Linked DNA regions of Hordeum vulgare: region 2 is linked to region 1. The links are chromatin contacts, called in public Hi-C maps. All regions are on one chromosome and are shown on one strand. Each heading gives the region's core, a stretch centred on a gene start, on an enhancer-like site or on the middle of the called end of the contact. The rest is flanking DNA. Distances are from core to core; before and after follow the strand shown.

Region 1 (6,356 bases), core at 1,901-4,400:
TCTCGTTGCATGTGGGTAGTAGATAGAATATGCATAATTGGAGGAACTCCATTGGTGTCACACTTGAAAGATATGAATAATGCACCTTTCTATGTCACGTGTTTACTTATGTCAAGTTTGAACATTGCCTCGAGGGAATCTAGTCAAGTTGCACATTCTTAGCCAACAATTTTGTTGGATCACTTGCCAACATGTGGTTACATGATCATAAGTTAGGGTTTACTATGTGTCCTACCCATTCTTTTTATTTTTGAGTATCATTAGACCATGCAAAAAAATGGCGGTGATACTTCTAACTACATGATCAACACCAAGACGAGTCGGACATGATGTGAAAAGCACAATTAGATATCATAGAGATGAACTTTTGCGTGAGACATAGCTTTTTGGTAAAGAGTTAAATATATGAGGGGTCCTAATTCTTTCCCCGAAATGTCAATCAGGGCCAAGTTATAAGAAAAATGTCCATCTGAGTCCCGATTCTTTGTCAGCGGTTCATTGGAGGGCCTACTGACCACCGACCGACTTGTGTGGTTCTTTGACTACAACCACATCAAAAGAGGGGCCACCAGGCATGACGACAAAGCATGCATCTTTGCAAAGTGCCCCTTGATCATATTCCTTCGTAATAATAGTCCATCGAGTTTTCCCCACCCCCATCCACTCTGGCAATATCATAGGCGACCGACATTGAACGGGTTGTTGCTTCGATGATACGGATGGTCATCACTAGGCAAGGGTCCGTTGGTGGCCGCCGGGAGGATGTCTTCAAAACTGCTGCAAGCTGGCAAACCTCCTTCATTTACGATAAGGAAACCCTAACCCTAATACACGCCATGGCTTGCTCTGTCATTGCTTTAGATTGTGATATTTGTGCTTTGTTTAGACGAATTGTAGCTAGATTTATGATTGTGTGCCAATTTATGATAGTAACTATTGTGTTGCTACGTATTAATACGATCACATGAGGAGCTATTCACTACATGAACTAAATATGCATTTTTTGTGTGGATTTGGCTAATCAAAGTTGTTGATGGATTTTTTGCTTATCCTGATGTTGTAAAGTACACACCTGATATCCTCTTTGGATCAAAGATTTTTATGCAACAACTAGGGTATAAAGGACCAAAATATATGCTAGATACTCTCAATAATGAATCTAGATACATGACTATGCATTATGGACCATGATACTAACACATGTACGCCCCATGTTATGCCAACTTCTAATATTTCTAACTATTTGTGGACCACATGGATATGTCTTTCGACAATGTTTTGGATGATACTGCATCACTGGTTCACCTATATTGCCTGGCGCGTTTAACCATAAGTTTGGCATGACCACGGTAATTAGGGCTAACCCCAGATTGAACGATAAAGCACAGAAAGCAAGATTGGACTAATGTCATGTAGGAAATAACAATGTATATACCAACGACATCCCAATGGTACACAAGGAAATGAGAACTAAAAGTAACTTGTGTCAGAAGAGGCAACATTAATGGTAAAATATTCCAGCGGCGTTGCTTGACATGTTAACTATTATGAATGTAAGGGTTGATCAATGTTGTACATGCGTCATTTCTTGATGCACACCACATGTTTGTGGAAGACATCTTCACTAAAAGTCTGCAAAGAATTGTAAGAGTGAAATCATGAAAAACAAGGTGTGGCAAATTGTTATATCCTCACAACCTCGAGGGAAAACACTCAACCAGAAGGCATATGAATACTTGGAGGAAATTAATACAAGTCAATGGTGCAAGGCTTATTTCATTATTTTTCTAGAATGTGACTTGCTTACATTTTCAGGGGTGGTGACAAAGGGGAAAATATCTTGTGCTGACGATGTCAACGATGGTAATGGAGCCGACAACTTCTTACTCGAATGTTCCCCTGTAGATGGGCTTCTAGAGGTAGACATGACGATGACACATGGGAGAGAGAAGAGTTTCTGGGAGAACACCAAACTGTGTGACAAAGAAATTAGTGAGAAATGGCCTAGGCCTTGAGGCCTTGTTTGGTAGTCCGTGACCTCATCCCCCACCGGGGCATAGAGATCACGGGGCCAAATTGGCCTACGGAAAACTACCTCACCATTTGGTGACTTCACCCATTAGGGATATTCTGACACATCCACATATTTTCCATGAGGGATACATCCGTGCCTTGAGGGGTCAGGAGAAAAGACTACGACTGATGCAGGACGAAAGTAGCAAACGTGAGCCAACGGCGGCCAATATCAAGCGCTCCTCCCCGAGTTTCTCCGCCAGTGACCGGAGCGACGCTTCGCCCCCTCCCCAGTGATCCGCCTCCACTCTCTGCCCCTCTGGCAACGGGGGTATGCTCGCCCCTCCCGCGACGTCAATGGATCAGGGTCGTCACCCTCCTCCTTCCCCGGATCTCCTCTCCCCTCCCGTGAAGTCGTCGCCAGGTTGTTGTCCTCCACTTTGAACCAAGATTATCCCCTCCTCATTCTCTTGTACCTAGCGTTTTTGCTTATCCATGGTGGACGAGGCCATGTGTAGATCCAGGAAACTGTTCTTGAGGGATTTCGTCCCCTCCCCTTGTTGCCATATGGGCACCCGGGCAGTGGGAACACTTCCCCCAAGGTGGGAGGGATCCTATAGGCAAAAGAAAATTTCACCCTAAGGGTTTATTGCCCTGGATTTTCACTACCCTACAACCAACATTCAAAGAAAACTTCACGGAAACCATATTCAAAATTTTTCAAAAAAAACCCTGATAACAACACGGGATGTTAAGAAGGTGATGTTTTATTACCAGACACAAATTTCAAGTTGAAATACAATATGAGATGCAAGCTATGAAAAACAAATTCTGCCCTGCTATTCAATGCTGATTTTGTTTTTTCATAATTCATATCCCGTAATGTGTTTGAACTTGGAAATTGCATGGCAATAAAACATCATCCCCTTAACACTTTATTTTTATATTTTTTTCACTTTTAAAACTCTTTTTATGTGTTTTTCATTGGTTTTCATCGAATGTTGATTTTCTGATATTCCCCATAGAAGAAATATGGTCATGTTCCCTAAAATAAAATAGAATGTGGCCATATGACACGTTCCTATTTCTCGAAAGGAAACGCAGAGAGTGCGAAACACTAGGGTCAGGGGCCACCGTGCAAAATTACCTCCTTGCTCCAACCTCAAAGCCCTCCACACCGTCACCGACCGCCCCTGACGAAGACGACGAGCCAATCCATCCAATCCCTAGGAAACAAGGAGGTGAAGGACAACCAGACCGGCCTCCTCTCGACGCTCCTCCGCCGCCGACCACCGCGAGGTGCTCTCCCTCTCCCTCTTCCCCGCGCCCGCCCTGGCGCCCGAATACCACGCTACATTCGTGCCTAATCGATCCGTTCCGTGTGCCGGTCATTCTAGGGTTTACTATCGTCAGCTGAATCGAGAGCTCGCGCGTACGTGCTAATCGCTAATCCGCGGAGCCGCGGTCGTTGTGTCGTTGATTCGCCATGGGGAGCAAGGGTCGGATGCCTCCTTCTTACCACCACCGGCCGCTCCCAGGTTCCGGCTCTGGCCCGCCGCATGGCATGATGCACCGTGATCCGTACGGCCCGGGCATGCACCCACCGCCAGGGCCGGGGCCATACCCCTACGATATGTTGCCGCCGCCTGAGATCCTGGAGCAGAAGCTGGCGGTGCAGTGTGGAGAGATACAGAAGCTGGCGGTGGAGAACGAACGGCTCGCCACGAGCCACGTGTCTCTGAGGAAAGAGCTGGCTGCCGCGCAGCAGGAGCTGCAGAGGCTGCAGGCGCAGGGTGAGGCGGCGAAGGCCGCCGAGGAGCAGGAGATGAGGGGGCTCCTTGACAAGGCTGCCAAGATGGAGGCCGATCTGAAGTCGTACGAGTCTGTCAAGGCGGACCTGCAGCAGGCGCACACCGAGGCGCAGAACCTGGCGGCAGCAAGGCAGCATTTGTCGGCGGAGGTGCAGAAGCTGAACAAAGACCTGCAGAGGAACTTTGGGGAGGCACAACAGCTGCCAGCACTCATGGCTGATCTTGATGCTGCTAGACAGGAATATCAGCACCTAAGGTGTGTCAAAGTGTGCTCTACTTGTTCTCCAGCATGTCTTCTAATCAATTTTATGTGAATGAAACCTCAACTTCGCTTGTGCTATTTAAATTTTAGGGCTGCATATGAGTATGAAAGGAAACTGAAGATGGACCACTCGGAGTCGCTGCAGGTAACCAAGACAAATTATGACTCCATGGTTACAGAGTTAGAGAAGCTTCGTGCTGAGTTGACAAACTCAACTAATATTGACAGAAGTGGTACGTCATTATCTGTCATTCATTTTATTCCTCTGTAGATATATGTACGTACAAACCTACCTTTGCAGCCGCAGTTATGGCTTTTATTGCTATGAGTTTTTTTTTACCTTTGCAGTTGCAGTTATGCTTTTGGTTATCATGAGTTGGTTTTTATGTGTAGGTACTTTGTACAATCCTAATTTGGCTCAGAAGGATGGTGGTACATCTGGTCGGCATTCTGCTTATGATGGTGGCTATGGGGGTGCACAGGTGAGCACCTTTATTTCCCGCCAAATGGATACCTCACAAGTCGAGGCATTATTATTTTCTGAAGTATGTATCATCTGGATTATTGTTGTTTAAGCCCAGTTGATCCGAGCTTGATACTACACTTGGGCTGAAACCCTTATCTTGCTGAGCTCGAGCACGACTCGGTTAGTGTCGAGCTTGAATGTAGTGATATGAAATTATAACACATTAATTATCTTATTGCATAATATAACACGTGCATGCTAATTTGTTGATGTTCTCGCTTGTTTGCCCACATTGATCACATCCTAAGAAGCACTGGTACGGGATCCCGGATTTTTTTCTATCAAAAACAGCCATTCGGGGATACGGCCGGATATATAAGTATTTAGAAAAATAAACAGCATGTAATAAAGATATAGTAATAAATTTTAGATGAAAGATTGTTTAGTTAGTACTGGACATATGTTGCCTCATTTTTAGATGAAAGATTGTTTAGTTAGTACGCGACCCTGCACCAGAGCCCATGTTGCTCTCCGCTCAAAGCCCACATAAGGCCCCAATTCCAGAAAACCCTACACAAGTCAGCTCCTCCAGCCGTTCCCTATCCTGTGCCCCTCTTGTCTCCAGCCGCCTAAGAACTGTAGAGAGGAGATGAGACAACCGCTCCGCCGTCTGTACCTTCATGCTCATTGGCGGCTTCCCTTCCAATTTGCTGAAATCTTCTTCTTTGCTGGCGGCTGCAGTCTCCATTGTCCTCCCTGTTCGGAGCTTTTTCCTTGTTGGTGGCCGCCTTGCCTTCTACCTTTCTGCCTGGATCTTCTTCCTTGGTAGCGACCGTCGTGGGTGCCTGCTCAAGCGTGGTAGCCATCGTAAGGAGAGCTAGGCAGCGGCGCGGGGAGGCTGGTTCCCGAGTCCCCACCGTGTCCACACCGTAATATCCTGATTAGTTTCTCTCACTTTTTATTCAGAGAAGATGGGACACTGCGGGATACATGTATCCTGGCGTATTCATGTGTACCCCGTACCCCCCGTACTAGGACGCCAATACGGCAGTTTCTGCCATCTCCATGCTTTGTAGACTGTCTCATGTATCCCGGCGTATTCATGTGTACCCCGTACCCCCTGTACTAGGACGCCAATACGGCAGTTTCTGCCGTCTCCATCCTTTCTCCTGTACTTACAAGGGACACTCCACAAACTATTTCCAGTATTTTCTGTGCATGATTAAAGAAGGATATCTTTACCATTTTCTCTTCACCACCTTGGTTTCATAACCTTAAACCTCCTTAATTGTTTTGCCCACCCAAAATCTCACTAATAATACATTGAGAGCATATCTTAGAGAGAGAGGGATAATTAAACACTGTTTATGTTTATGCATGTATCTGGCGTTTCGAGTACTCAAGTCACACATGGCAAGCCAATGCCCACTAAATTGGAGAACATAAGGCTTTGTCCCGCTAGATCCAGTTTCACCTTATGCTAAATTGCTAATCATAACCTCCAATATTCCGACCATTTACTTTACTTTTTGCAGCTTTAAAAGGTATTCACTCTGTAACTTAATGTAAGACGAATTTGAACTGCAAAAACGTCTTAGATTAAGAGTTCAAATTCGTCTTACATTAAGTTACAGAGGTAGTATTATATTTATTCACACAATTGCCAGTTTTCCAGATTGCTTGTTCAGGATTTTTAGATTTTGTGCTTTGTTGATTTGAGAAGGCAGGGCTTGACTTAGCATGGTCCCCTAAATTGCATATTTACCGTTAATTTCTTTTACTAGTCTTATTCATCAGGAAGTGC
Region 2 (6,356 bases), core at 2,020-4,519, 97 kb after region 1:
ACAATTGAAGAAATGAAAGGGTTGAGGAAATAGAACCAGGTGCTCGGATAAGACAATGATTTGACGACCGAGTTCCAACTGTTGAGACAGCCATACACCTGGTTTGGAGCGGCTTGGTATTTAAACCAAAGGAGACACAGTCCGAGGACACAAAGTCCTTACCGTATTCTCCTTGAGCTAAGGACACACAATCCTCGCCCAACACTCGTGGTAAGTCTTCACACAGACTTCCAAACCCTCACAAACTTGGTCACTCAGCGATCCACAATTCACTGCTGGATGCTCTAGACCATGACGCCTAACTATGTGGAGGATGCACAGTCCTCAAAGGTAACAAGTGTCGGTTCCACACGTGAACAATCTTTTGAGTGATGCTCAATCACTTTGGGGTTTGGGGGTTTTGGTTTAGGTGTTTGGGTTTTTTCCTAGCTGATGATTTTCTCTCAGAGTCCTCGAGGATTGGGTTGCTGTCAAATGACAAGTGTCAGTTTCTCTTGTGGAGCAGCCAACCAACTAGTGGTTATGGGGGCAACTATTTATAGCCAGGGAGAAATCCCGACATGAATTGACATAATTGCCCCAATGATATGACCGTTAGATGGATAAGGTTAGGGACAGCTGGCGCGCAGCACAACCTGAGTCAGAATGTTTCAGCTATGAAAGTACTCATGTCACTCATGTTCCTCACACGTAGGTGATTCACACTGGCGAAGACCTAACTCCTTAGTTAGAGCAAATTCCTCACAGACTAGAAGATCTTCGTCTCTATTACTAAAGAATTTAACTAAGCTGTTGAAGATTTCCAAAGGCTTCATCCGAAGGGTTTGTATGTGTAGGCTTTGAGATGAGCATGACATGAAAACGTTTCCTTCGTTTTACCTCGACCCCCTTTAAGAGTACGGTGGTCCTATGACACAGAATACAGAAAATGAAATTATGAAAATGAAAGTCTTCACGCTTGAGAGTCTTCATATTGACTTCTTCACGACAACACCAATTTCCTCACTTTCAAAGTCTTCAGAGGAAATACCAAAGTCTTCAGCCGGAGACATACATTTTTAGGGGTCGGTGTTCCTCGAAAAAATCAAACTCCTCAGGGACTTATAGAGCATATGTATACTCACAAACATATCAGTCTCTTCAATCTTTTTGGCCATATATGAAGGACCCATTCTCAGTGGCTTAGATTTTAGTTCGGCCAATTTTTGTAAGGACCGAAGCTATTTCCTTGCTTGTCTCAAGTTCTTGCTTTCCGAAGTTGCTAGATCTCTCGCCAGGCGTTACGGTTTAACATTCGCGACCTCTAGCGAACTGCACTCCATGTCATTGATACCCTTCTAGTCATGTCTCACCATTGGGAAAAAACAATCCTTATGTGATCCCACATCGCCTTGTAATGGCACAGTTTCTCCACCCCTATTCTTCTGTTTGCTTATTCACATTCATTCATCAACACAATCGAACAGTGGTCAGATTTGGCCGCAAATAAATGTCGAAACGTTTCGAAAGGGAAAAGAGCACTCCAACTAGCAGTCGCGAGAGCCCTATTCAGCTACACCCGACAATACTGTCGACCACTATTTTTTCCTCATATGACCAATCCACACCTATATAACCAATATCATCAAGACCACATAGATCCACTGCCTCCCAAAAACCCATTATCTACACCACATCTCTTTTGTTGGGTTCCATTTGTTCCTCCCTCCATCACAACTCACTGAAATCTCATTCAAGGTAGAGTTGATTCCCCTCAAAGACGCGCCATTGTATCCCAAGTGTTTTGTCTCAATTTCTATTTGCTTCATCGTAGTAGCACGTGAGCCTCCATTCCTCTCTCCTTCCTTTACATTTGCATCAATATGGTATCTATAATAGTTTTTAATCCTCAAATTCAAACCATCATGCAAAAAACATAGTCAAACCTCCACTTTTCCTCGCTACCACAATAGGATGGAGGTTCACACTCGGCGCGCCCTGCTAGACCGGACCACTCTATGTGCAAGCAATTTCTTTTTTACTTTTTTCGTTTTTAGTCCATTTTAATGTAGCATCGGATTTTACCGTCCCGTCCCATGATGTGTTATCGAGTTTACTATATCGGATAGATTTTTCTGGTCTGTTTTTAGTTTGAACATTTCAACAAAATACAAATTGAAAATTTTGTAATATCCGTTGAACATTTTTTGAAATATATGTTGAACATTTTAATAATACACAATGAACTTTTTCTAATATACGATGGACATCTTGAAAAACATATGAATATGTAAGTTGAACAATTTTTGAATACACATTAATGATTTTCTAATAAACATTAAATATTTGTTTCATATACACTAAACAAATTTAAAAAGCACGGTAAATCTTTGTATATTCCTTGAAAAATTTATGATATGCAATGAATATTTTACACACACGATAAACTTTTTTATTATACCATTAATATTTTTGTAATGTAGGATGAAAACTTTGGAAAGGCACAATGAGCTATGTATAATACACGAAGAATGAAATAGAAGAAACAAGTAAAAGAAAAGAATTACTACAACACCTACTCCGAGATTTCAAGCAGTGTGGAGGAGATTACGGTGGTCCAGGATCCAATCTGTGTCCCCGTTAAACCGGCATCATGTTTACCTTGGCCCCCTCCTCTGGATGGAATGGTGGCGCTGTAAGTGGATGGCTCTTATTGCCTAATAGATGGATCAGCTGGCTCAGGGATGGTTGTGAGGACAAAGATGGGTGAGGTGATATTTGCTACTTATCGGAAGCTGTTCCATTGCAATGTTGCGCTTGAAGCGGAGTTACATGTTGTTCTGGAGGGTATTAAGCTTAACACTGAGCATTCAGACGCTACTATTATGATTCATTCGGATTATGCGGTGGCTATCAACGCGCTAACAGACACCTCGTTGGATAACTCAGCCTATGGTCATATGATCAAAGAGATTAAGTTCCTTCTAAGTGATAGGGTTTTTATTTCTGTAAAAGTTTCTCGCGATCAAAATAGAGTTGCAGACTGTTTAGCAAATTATGATCGATGTGGGGATAGTACGGCTTGTTGGCTGGGCAATTCTCCTCCTTTCGCGAGCGATCTCGTTGCTAAGGATTGTAATTCTGTTATATTGAAATAAAAACCTATGACTTCCGCAAAAAAAAGTAAAAGAAAAGAAAAGAAAACAGAAAAAGAAAAAAACAGTGAAGCGACAGTGGGCCGTCGGGTGGGTGTGCTTCAGCGAAGCCACGCCCTTTAGACGTTCACGAGCGTTAAATAGGAGGGCTCCTATTCAGCACGCGGCGTGCTGGAGGAAGTCTAGGCGGGCAATTCCTAAACAGCGCCATTTCCGGGAATATCCTATTTAGCGCCATAGGAGCGTGTTATAGACAATTTTTGCTAATCGACGCTTGCAGCGCTTTCATGATGGGCCGGTCTATCTAGAGATCATGTATGTGTTTTAGTTCATGAACTTCTTTCCAAATCAATGAACTTTTTAGAAATCTTGAACTTCTTTGAAAGTCGATGATATTTTTTTAGTCGGTGAAATTTTATTGAAAATCGTTGAACATATTCTAAAATTCGAGAAATTTTTAAAAATCAATAAATTGTTTTTAAAAATTGATGAACTTTTTTGCAAAATCAATGATTGTTTTTTCAAATTCTATGAAATTTTTGAAAATCTATGAACATATTCTAAAAATCGACGAACTTTTTTATATAATCATTGAACCTTTTTTTTACAAATCTGAACTTTTTAAAATTCTGTGAACTTTTTCGAATTTTTAATAGCCAACCACAGTCTACACGGACCGGCCCGTGAGGAGGGGCGCCGCAGGCGTCGATTTTCCAAGTGGCACTAAATGCGCCACATAGGAGCTCCCCCTTTTCCGTTTCAAAACAAAATGGCACCTTAAGCGAAGACCTCCTATGTGGCGCCTTCAGCACCGGTTAGAGGAACCGCCCCTGCGGCTCTACTCCTCATGGGCCAGCCCAAGTAGAACGCGATGGTCATTAAAAACTCGAAAAAAGTTCATATAATTTCAGAAAAGTTTAGATTTGCGAAAACATTCATTGATTATGAAAAAAAGTTCGCCAATTTTTGAAATATTTTCATGAATTTTCGAAAAGTTCACAGAATTCAAAAAGAATCTTTGATTTTCGAAAAGTTCATTATTTTTAAAAACAGCTCATTGATTTCGAAAAAGTTCATGAATTTTATATTATGTTCACCGATTTTGAGAAAAGTTCACCCATTCCAAGAAAAAAGTTCATTGATTTTCAAAAAAGTCCACCGATTTCAACAAAGTTCATCGATTTGGATAAAAGTTCACGAACTAAAACACACACAGGATCTCTAGATGGATCGGTCCATTGCGTAGCGTTGTAGGCACCGGTTAACAAAATTTGTGTGTGGCCGGCGCATGTGGCGCTAAATAAGCTTTGCCCTTTAAGCGCCCATTTTAGGTCCTTACGCAATGAGGCACATACCCTCACGCTGCACTGGGCCGACCCTTTTTTCTTTTTTTCTCTATTTGTTTTTCAGAAAACTGCTAGCGTGGGTGGCACTGAAACTAGCGATATCGTTTCTACTACATGTAGTGTCAAAAAGTTTCTTATATTATGAGATGGCGGGAGTATATGCATGATGCCCTAACCACGCAGCCAACTCTTCTTTCTTCTTTCTTTTTTTCTTTTTTCTTGGAAACTGTTTTGTTCGCGTTTTTTTCTACTTTTCTACTAAATGTGTGATTTTTGTCAAATTGTTGAACTTTCTTAAAAATTCATGCACTTTATTTCACATCAATGATTTATTTTCAAGATCAACAAACCTTTATTCAAATCAATGAACCTTTTCAAATTGATGAACCTTTTTTCAAAACTGATGAACTTTTGTAAAAACTAATGAACTTTTTTCAAATTTGTTGAACTTCTTTAAAATTTGATGAACTTTCTTCAAGTTTGATAACCTTTTTCTAATTCAATGAACTTTTTCCTAATTTAATTAAATTTTTCAAGTTTGATTAAGTTTTTGAAATTTGATATACTTATTTACAATTTGATAAAGAAAATCAAAATCAATGAACGCTTTTTTCAATTCCGTGATCTTTTGTTCAAAATTGATGAACATAATCAAATTCACTAGCGGAGGGCCCCAACGGGCAAGATATGGCAGTCGTCATACCTTAATCGTGGGTAACAAAAATTTATACTTTGCCTGTTCTTAAATATAAGCCTTTCTAAAGATTTTTACTATAAACTACATGGACATATATATGGTACACTATAGATTCACTTATTTTGCTTCGTATTTAATCTGTAGTAAAATCTCTAAAATACTTATAATTGGAAACGAAGGTAGTACATAACCATGTATTTATCTGTTTGTCTCATTCGAGCACATCCAAAAAAGGTGAAAGAAAAGCTTGTTGGCCTGATGGGCCGACCCATCCAGCTGTTGTGCGAGGAACTCGTCGAGCTCGATTCGATCGAGTGCCCATGCACGACACGCGACCAACCCCACCCGCACAGGCACAAGAGACTCAACCCTAAGCAGCTATAATAGCGGTGACAGTTGTCCAGGTCGCGATGAACAGGCGGGGAGTGACAATAGCGTAGCCTGTGGAGGTCCGTGAACTGAGGGCTTAGAGCATCTACAGTCGGACCTCTTAAATCCGAGCAGGCCGTCCGGACACTAATCGATCACAGAAAAATGATCCAGATGAGCGATGGATCTGACTCTCATTAGTCTGGATCCGTTGACTGGAGTGTCATTCCGTCCAGGTTGGAGGAGACAATGGTCGTCCGCATTCCACTTGGTCACTTCTATGCGTGGACGATGATAGAATCTGTCCGACACGACTCCATAGCTTTTGACCTCCAGTAGATTTCGCCACACCTTAAAAAAATCGTACCTCCCCTCTCGTCAAATTCATGACTTTTTATCAAAATTCAAAAAAACAAATGATATAGTAGACATGCAATACATAGCGCGATCGCATGTTTTTATACAGTTGGCGCTTTTATCATTCACTATATTTGAGTTGTTTTGGTGGTTAGGCACACTCCTACCGCTTAGGAAGGTAGTGGATCAGTTCAAACCTTGAGAGGGACTGTAACACCCTGTGTTTTTGACTTTCCTGACTAAACTATCTTATCTAAAAAATTAGGATCAATTAAAATTTTAATGATTGATTGTGATACTTAATGTGATTGCTCCTTGCTTGCTTGTTTGCTTGTGTTTGAATCCCAATGTTCCTTCTATTCTCTAGACTCACCTCCTTGACCCAAATCCTTGTCTAATGATCATGCCATTTGAATAGGACCATAAACTATTTTTATCAAATATTATTTTCAC

What was found. A called contact is a pair of places that touch in the nucleus more often than the background predicts.
Region 2: a contact with region 1 is called in a Hi-C map of leaf, with 2.8 times the contacts expected there. The contact joins the enhancer-like site here to the promoter of LOC123401047 in region 1. A contact is called at or near these places in 3 of 6 Hi-C or Micro-C datasets (leaf and seedling).

What each region holds. Positions count from the first base shown.
Region 1 is chr6H:160,369,889-160,376,244 of MorexV3_pseudomolecules_assembly, forward strand. It overlaps LOC123401047 (protein FLX-like 2), which reads left to right and starts at 3,151. Exons shown (of 6, transcript XM_045094763.1): 1 at 3,151-3,312; 2 at 3,411-4,080; 3 at 4,177-4,319; 4 at 4,480-4,568. The coding sequence starts at 3,500.
Region 2 is chr6H:160,466,297-160,472,652 of MorexV3_pseudomolecules_assembly, forward strand. No RefSeq gene overlaps it. Among protein-coding and RNA genes, the nearest start is that of LOC123405254, 21 kb to the right of the region's middle. Within about 2 kb of position 3,270, at least 3 of the 3 cell types and tissues checked have open chromatin away from gene starts, as enhancers often do. A contact at or near this core is called in leaf and seedling, where this site is marked.